Regions from separate parts of the Ovis aries genome. Here region 1 is linked to region 2. The links are chromatin contacts, called in public Hi-C maps. All regions are on one chromosome and are shown on one strand. Each heading gives the region's core, a stretch centred on a gene start, on an enhancer-like site or on the middle of the called end of the contact. The rest is flanking DNA. Distances are from core to core; before and after follow the strand shown.

What was found. Hi-C and Micro-C count contacts between places; a contact is called where the count stands out from the background.
Region 1: a Hi-C map of mixed tissues shows a contact between it and region 2, with 4 times the contacts expected there. The contact joins the promoter of SPNS3 here to the enhancer-like site in region 2. A contact is called at or near these places in 14 of 16 Hi-C or Micro-C datasets (blood, hypothalamus, liver and 7 more).

Annotation. Positions count from the first base shown.
Region 1 is chr11:24,786,762-24,790,867 of ARS-UI_Ramb_v3.0, reverse strand. SPNS3 (SPNS lysolipid transporter 3, sphingosine-1-phosphate (putative)) reads right to left here and starts at 1,268. Exons shown (of 11, transcript XM_060395327.1): 1 at 1,030-1,268. The coding sequence starts at 1,060.
Region 2 is chr11:24,627,160-24,631,033 of ARS-UI_Ramb_v3.0, reverse strand. All of the region lies in intron 7 of ANKFY1 (ankyrin repeat and FYVE domain containing 1), which reads left to right. Among named protein-coding and RNA genes, the nearest start is that of ZZEF1, 40 kb to the right of the region's middle. Within about 2 kb of position 1,968, at least 11 of the 54 cell types and tissues checked have an H3K27ac peak or open chromatin away from gene starts, as enhancers often do. A contact at or near this core is called in hypothalamus, where this site is marked.

The sequences.
Region 1 (4,106 bases), core at 19-2,518, 160 kb before region 2:
GAACCTGGGTCTCCTGCATTGCGGGTGGATTCTTTACCATCTGAGCCACCAGGGAAGCCAGAAACAAGGCAGGCTGCACTTGTTTATGCCCCATAATACATCCTTGGGGCAGGGTCCTGGTTCCTCAGGGGATATACATAATAATATATTTTTGAGTTCTGCAGGAACCAAGGCCCCCATCCATTTGGAAGATAGAACGATGACATTGACCCTTCTGAATTCAATCACTTTCAGCGTGGACTCTGTCACCCTTGGCCCCAATTCTAGGCTGAATGCTCCTCTGCTCAAGCCCCCTCATGAATATGCGGTACCTTTAGGTTAAGGGCATCACCAACAGGAGTTTGAGTAAGCTCTGGAAGTTGATGATGGACAGGGAAGCCTGAAGTCCATGGGGTTGCAAAGAGTCAGACACGACTGAGCAACTGAACTGACCTTAGGTTAAAATGTCCCCAGTTTTGCTGTTGGGGAGACACTGCCTTGGAGGAGATGCCCCCTGTTTTCCTTGCTTGCTGCATGTAATAAATCCTTCCTTCTGATCCTTCTGCTTGGTTGAGACACCCATCAAGGGATGAACTCAGTTTTCAGGGAACACCTTCCCCTTCCGTTCCCTTCCCTTTCCTCCCCTTCCTTTCCTCCTTTCTAGCTTTTGGGAAAGCGTCATGAAGGTTTCTGGCGTTCCTTAAGCCCCTAGGGAGCCTAAAGCTCACCCCTCACTTCTAACCCCACCCCAACCCAAGCCCTTCCCCCACCAGCAGCACAGGGCTCATTAAAAAAAAAAAAAAAAAAAAAACTATTCAAAACTCAAGTATCTAGCAGCCTCTCTGGTAACTGCCAAGTAAGAACTTGAGTAAGATCCGTAAAGATCCTGAGTCAAGGGGAAAATAAGGTCTAATTTACAGAAGTCTCGTTTTTACCAGATTTTCCCCAACCTCTGTCCACCCACCTAACCCCCCACCCACCCCCACCCACCCCGCGCGGGGTTTCCAACCCTCCCAGCAAGGCTTTCCTGACCCACCGTCCGTGACCCACCTTTCAGGCCAGGCTCCCAGTCCCCTCCCATGGAAATATGACCTGTCACCTCAGCCGCTGGCTCCGACCACAGACCGGGACACAGCCCAGCAGGAAAAGTCCAGAAGTGATCATCCCCACAGGTTCACGCCCCCTAGAGCATCGCCCGACTCTGAGTACCGCCCAGATCCGCATCCAGAGCCTGGGCGAGGGGGCGAGGGGTCCAGGTGTCTAACCCCCCGGGTTCCAGGAAGTCTGCCGAGATGCCCCCTCCTCCCACTTCCCGTCCTCCCCCCTCTCCCCGCCTTTCCCTCCGCCCCACTCCCGGCTTGAATTCCGGAAGAGTCCCCGAGCCCGCCGTGGGGTCCTGCAGGCGGTCCCTCTCCCATCATCTGCTTTCTCTATTATTCTGATCGACTCTCGGGGACACCCTTTGTCAACTGCCGAGAGCTATGCATGTGACCGGGGTTGGTATTCTTATTACTAAGAGGCGCTCGGTTTCGAAATCGCTTTGAATTTTCTTGCACCAAATCTTGGCGGTTCCCGTGCCTGGAAGCCTCGGCCGCGTGGGTGTTTTTTCGTCCCTGTGACTTGCGCAGTGGAAACCCGCTCTTGCTTTCCTGCTCGGGGAGACAGTGGTTTGAGACGGGTGAGCAGAGAACTTGAACTTGGAGATACCCGGTGGGGGCTGGGACTCTTCCTCTGCGCCTGCCTTTCCCGCTGACCTTAGACAAGTCACTTCACGTCTCCGAGCTTCAGTTTTCTTACCCAGGGTGGACTGAACCCCCTCCTCAGAGTGTTGTCGTGTGACCATGTGCCAAGGGAATGAAAGTAAAGCCCCTGGTGCCTGCACGCTAAAGGCCCTGGGTCAGTGACAGGTCAGGCATGCTGGCTGTCTCCACCCGCTGGGAGAGGGCTGGCAGGGTGGCCTGAGTTAGCATATTTTAAAAATAGGATGCCCAGTTAAAGTAGAATTTCAAATAAGAGACTTTTGTTTTTAAGTATATAAATATGTCCTGTACAATATTGGGGATATACTTAGACTAAAAAAAAAGGTATTCCTTATCTGAAACCCAAATTTATCTGCAAACCCTAAAAGAGAGACTAAGGTACTGATAATAGATTGATTCTCTTGCTGCTACCGGAGAGTTTTTGTCTGAGACAGAACTCCGGAGAAGATGGGGTGAGAGCCTTTGAAAGAAATATGGGCTGAAGTAGAAAGATCTAGAACACAGTCCTAAAAAGAGTAGTAGTGGCCTCCAGGCCTGGTTCACCTTCTGCTCTCAGACCAGCAGCAAACACACCAGCAGCCTGGATGGGGGCTGGGCTTGGTGGACCCCCGTGTCTCTCCTCTTCTCCCCCGTTTCCAGTTTACCTGCTCCTCCTCTAGCTCTGGCTGGGGGCTGGCCACCAGGACAACAACCCACTTCCCAACCCTGCATTCCCTACACCAGAGGGACGGCAGAGATATCACAGAAGCAGCTAGACTGAGGTGGTAAATCAGGAGTAAAGCTTGCTCAGTGTTAATTATCTTCCAGGAAACCAGGACTGTGTCGCTGCAGAAAGCTGGGAGCAAGACATGCCCCAGAGCTGGTTTAACCTGCTGTGACCAGACTGGCTGAATTAACCAACCCTCAACTGGACACATGACCACTCCATTCCTATGGAGGACTTTTATCTGACAAACATTTTCTCCTCTCCTTTGTCCATCCCACTGGGAAGCATCAACTGGCTACTCCTCCTCCATCCTGACTCCACCCCCATCACCTGTCTGCCTCTCCCTCCTCCACCTCACCTAGTCAGTCCCTTGGATCCTCCCCAAGCCCCACTGCTTAGCTCAGGCTCATCGGAGCTCACCTGAACTGCGGCAGCCTCCTCCCCATCTACCCATCTACCCCAGCTCCATTCCCCATAAAAACAGGTCTCAGCTTGCCGATTCTCTGCTGCTAATCCTGTTTTGCATCAGAGGCCAAGGCCCAACCCTCAGGGACCAAGAGCAGGACAAACCAGGGTGCCTGAATAAAACATGCCTCTTCCAGTCAGTCACCCAGGAGAAACTTACTCATCCCAGGAGGGGAGGCGGGGAAGAAGCTCTAGGGAGGATTCTGGCCCAGCCAGTTCTCATCAACCGAGGTGAGGAAGGGGGACACACGGTGGTGGCTCAGCCTGGGGTAAGGACTAGACCCCACTCCACTTACAAACTGCCCTCTGCATTTCTTAGATGCTTAACCTCATTCTTAAAATATGCTCAGTTGCTCTGTCGTGTCCGACTCTTTGTGACCCCACAGACTGCTATAGCCTGTCAGGCTCCTCTGTCCGTGGGATTCTCTAGGCAGGAATACTGGAGTGGGTTGCCATTTCCTTCTCCAGGGGATCTTCCAACCCAGAGACTGAACCCTGGTCTTCTGTATTGCAGGCAGATTCTTTACTATCTGAGCCACTGGAGAAACCCCCATTCATAACATAAGAAACGTAAATTAAAACTACAAGATACCATTTTTTACCTATCAGATGAGCAAAACCAGAAACCCAACAAAAGGGAGCTCATGCCTGTTGAGGTCAAGATGTCTGAAAACAAAGTCTGAAAGTTAATTGGCACAGTCTCTTTAAAGGCCCAACTGGTAATACCTGTCAAAAAATTATATATACAAACTCTTCATCCTAGCAGTTCCACTTTCAGAAATTTACCCTGCAGGTATACAGGTGCCCCAGGGTTTTCCCAGTGGATCAATGGTAAAGAACCTGTCTGTCAATGCAGAAGACAGTGCGGGTTCAACCCCTGAATTGGGACGATCCCCTGGAGGAGGAAATGGCAATTCACTCCAATATTCTTACTTGGAAAATCCCAGAGACAGAGGAGCCTGGCAGGCTACAGTCCATGAGGTCGCAAAAGAATTGGATATGACTGAGCAACTAAACAGTAACGCCATACAGGTGCCCTAACGTGTATATAATATGCACCAGGATATTCATTGAACTATAGGTTTCATAGTTTCCATTTGGAACCTAAAGAGGAGGGTAGTTAATAAGTTCTGCTTCAGCAATACAATTAAATATTATGTTCTATTTAAAAGAATGAGGCAGCTAAGCACTAAAAT
Region 2 (3,874 bases), core at 719-3,218:
CCCCCAGAAGATTAGAGAGATGGCACTTAGAGAAAAAAGCACCATCTACTTGTAAGCAGTCAATGTGTTACTTGCTCATCCAATATACTACTTTTTTCAGAAATTGTGCAAGGAAGGCTTTACTGGTATCAGTTACTGCAAGAGAAGGAAAGTTCCAGGAACACAAATATTAAAACCTATTCTGGGATTCAGAATTTTCACTTTTACAAACTGGATTTCTCATCTAGCATGGCAAAGTGATAATATTTCATTTTGTTCTAGGAAAGTTATTTGAAATTATAGCTCTGTTTGAGTACTTTGTCATTAATAGTGGGAAGTTATGTAAGGGGCAGAATTACAATCAAAGCATTTTCATCTTACTGAATTAAAGGGGGAAAAGTCTAGTCTTTCCCATGGCCTTAATTCTTAAGTCCCAAATGGATCCTGCCTGACTCTACTTTGCAGTAGTCTTTTTTTTTTTGGCCCTGCTACACAGCATGTGGAATCTTAGTTCCCCAACCAGGGATCAAACTCACATCCCTTGAATTGGCAGTGTGGAGTCTTAACCACTGGACTGCCAGGGAAGCCCCTGCAGTAGTCATTTTTTTTGACAGAAAGTGAGAAGCCATATAGGGGTAGAGTTCCAATATGGCCTGAAAGCTTTCAGATGACTCAGAGCCTTCATTCTGTAGAGGGATGGATGACTTGATTGAGGTACTTGGCCATGGCCCCATTTTGTTTACACGTGGGCATCAAGAATAGGACACACTGGTTTCTCCACATCTTAATAATGTGTATTTAACCTTCCAGTTGTGCATTATTATTCTAGTATTATCTCTGCTGTGCTTTTGCTGCTCACAAGTTGCTCCTAGCTGGTGGGGTGTAGTTACTTCAAATACGGTCCTGTTGCAGCTGTGGCTTTGCCCTTTTTGGGCACGTTTTAATATAAATCTCCCTCTAAGTCATGTGTTAGAGTGTTACGCGTGCTGGCTGATGAAGAGGAAAATTTTGTTCATCCTTGAGAAGGAAATCCTTAGAGTATGTGAGTGTCAAGAGCAGATGCCTTTTTCCCAAGCATCCCTCTGCACTGCGCAAAGCCACTGGGTGCTTAGCACTGAGTGTGTGTGCAGTGGGAAAAGTTTCCACTGCATCGGGAACTATTCTTTCCCATACTGTTCAGTGTCTGAGATGTTTATTTTGGAAACAGATACACTTGTTACTAAAAAAACAATCTCAGAATCGTGTACCAGAATTTCCTCTTAGGGACTTAAATTCTTACGTGTGATGAAAAAACATCTTTGATGAGTTATTAAATATTTTGATGATTGCTTGGTTACAAGAATTGCCAAGAATTGGTGATGCATTTTTGATGCTTATTTTCAGATGATTCAGTCTTCCTCTCTGAATTTATGAGTTGCTTGCAAGCATGGGGGTTGCAGTGTGGGCATAATAAGCTTGATTGTTGCTCAGTTGGCAGAGTGTGGCATGGTGTGGAGGACAGAGCACTGGCGTTGGAGCTTGAGGGACCACAGTTTGAATCCTGGCTTGTCCACGTACTCTGTGCTCTTGGACAAATCACATAAGCATTCCTGAGTCTCCTTTTCCTCACCTGTAAAGTGAGAATTATCTCGCTTTACTGGTTGTTGGGAGCCTATGAGTCGGTAACACTCACCCAGTGGCTGCTGTGTGGCAGGCTTATCCCTTCCCTGTGTGAAATGCCATCACCAACTTCATTTTCTGCAGGGATCTTTTTTCACTTTTCCTTCTTCAGCTTGAGCTGTCAGTCTGTTGACCTGCCCACATGACTGAATTGAGTAATATTCTTAAAATGTGACTGTTAACCTTTCTTTAAGTTCATTATCATATAAGTGAAGCTCTTTAATACATGAGATTTTGGTCTGGTTGTGGGCACACATTAGAATCTCTCACGAGAACAGTCAGTGATCATCCTAATAACCAAGTGTACTGATCAGTTTATATCAAGAATGTGTCTATAAAAGAGGGAGATTGTTATAAAAAAGAAAAAAGAATGAGTCTGTGAGTCAGCCTACAGGGGATATTCATGTGACCAGAGAGACACTATCTCCTTTGATTAGCTGGATCTGGTTTTTGACAGCAGAAAAACTTTTAGATGGGGGGTGCCTATACCAGACTTTCAACCTATAAAACTGCAAGATAATAAATTTGTATTGCTTTAAGCCACTGGATTTATTTAATTTAATGAAATTTAATTACTTAATTTAATGAAAGTTACTGCCTGGTCCCTGAATGAAACTTCAGTTAGAGAGCTTCATTGAAAGAAAAATTGCGTGTGGATATTTTTTAAAACATTAACTGCATTGTTAGGAATATTTTTACATGGACAGGTCCTTATAGTAATGCCTCATTTCCTTGGCAGTGTTGAGGAGTGAAGTGATGAAGTAAGCAGAACTGTTAAGCACCAAGCAATTTTTTTCTTAACGATTTTCTGAAGGAAACTGTTCTAAAATGTATTAGAAGTTTTCTTACTGTCAAAACACTTTATAAATGGTGCTTTGGGCATTTTCTATTCCCTCCCTTCGTTCTGCTTGTTTGATGTCAGTTGTCTATTTCCTGTAGGTTTTATATCCATGGGCTGACTTTCTGTTCATGTAAAACAGTGTCAATTTTCAGTTTCCAATAACTCCTAAATAATTCTTTGTGTGGGGTGCATATATTGCATGTATGTATATATGTATAAGGGCTTCGCTGGTGGGTCAGAGGCTAGAGTGTCTGCCGGCAATGTGGGAGACCCAGGTTCGACCCCTGGGTCAGGAAGATCCCCTGGAGCAGGAAATGGCAACCCACTCCGGTACTCTTGCCTGGAAAATCCCATGAATGGAGAAGCCTGGTAGGCTATAGTGTATAGCAAAGAGCCAGACACGATTGAGTGACTTCATTTTCATATATGTATAAACTTTTTTAAAAACTTTGGCTCTTATTAATAGAGTAAAGCTAATCTAAAAACTATGATTCTTTTTAAAAGGGCTTAAGATATATAAAAAAATTTATTATGCCATCCACCTGAATCCGGCCATTGATGCTGTACCCTTGTTTCTGTACGCAGTCTTGCCCCAGTTTATCTTCTGTGTGTATAGTGTATTATAAGTGTTTCACTGACGCATCTTACTTTAGCTTTACTGTCTGTTAACTACTTAGTTTGGAATATATGCCAAGCTTACAGGTAATGAAACCATATTTCACCTCTCCTCCAGTACGTTATATATCAGGCTTGTCATTTTAAGGCTCTGTGTCCTCATAATTCTAAATTTTCTTTCCACTTCCAGAATGTAGGTGGCTTTCTCTAAGATAGTTTACTTTGTTGCTGATGTATAGTTTTTATATATTCTCTCCTAGACTGAATCTCTGTGGGATTTGTCCATATTACAGATGAGAACCCCAAAATGTCTATGTGCATATGGACAGCAAAGAGTGACCAGCCTAGTCCCCAGATATACATGTTACCTGTTGCTTTCAGAGCTCTACCGACATCTTTTTGTAAAGAAATCTAAGCTTTGGTCCTTTGCACACAATTCTGGTAAAGATTGTATTTTCCCCTGCCCTCCCCAAGAAAAGAATCAGGGACAAGTGAAAATATTTCAGAACGGGCTGGTTAGAGAGCTCTTCAGTTACCCAAGATCATAACTGATTGGAATTGGGGCCATTCAGTTAAAGTGGAACCTTATAGCCTCAACCTGTTAATCCATTTTCCTCCCAAACATTTCCCTGATGTCTGTTACATATAAGACAGTGGATGGATAAAAAAATAAATCAGGGTTTCCCTGGTGGCTTCGTGGTAAAGAATCCACCTGCCAGTGTAGGAGACACAGGTTTGATCCCTCATCCGGAAAGATCCTGTGTGCTGCAGAGCGGCTAA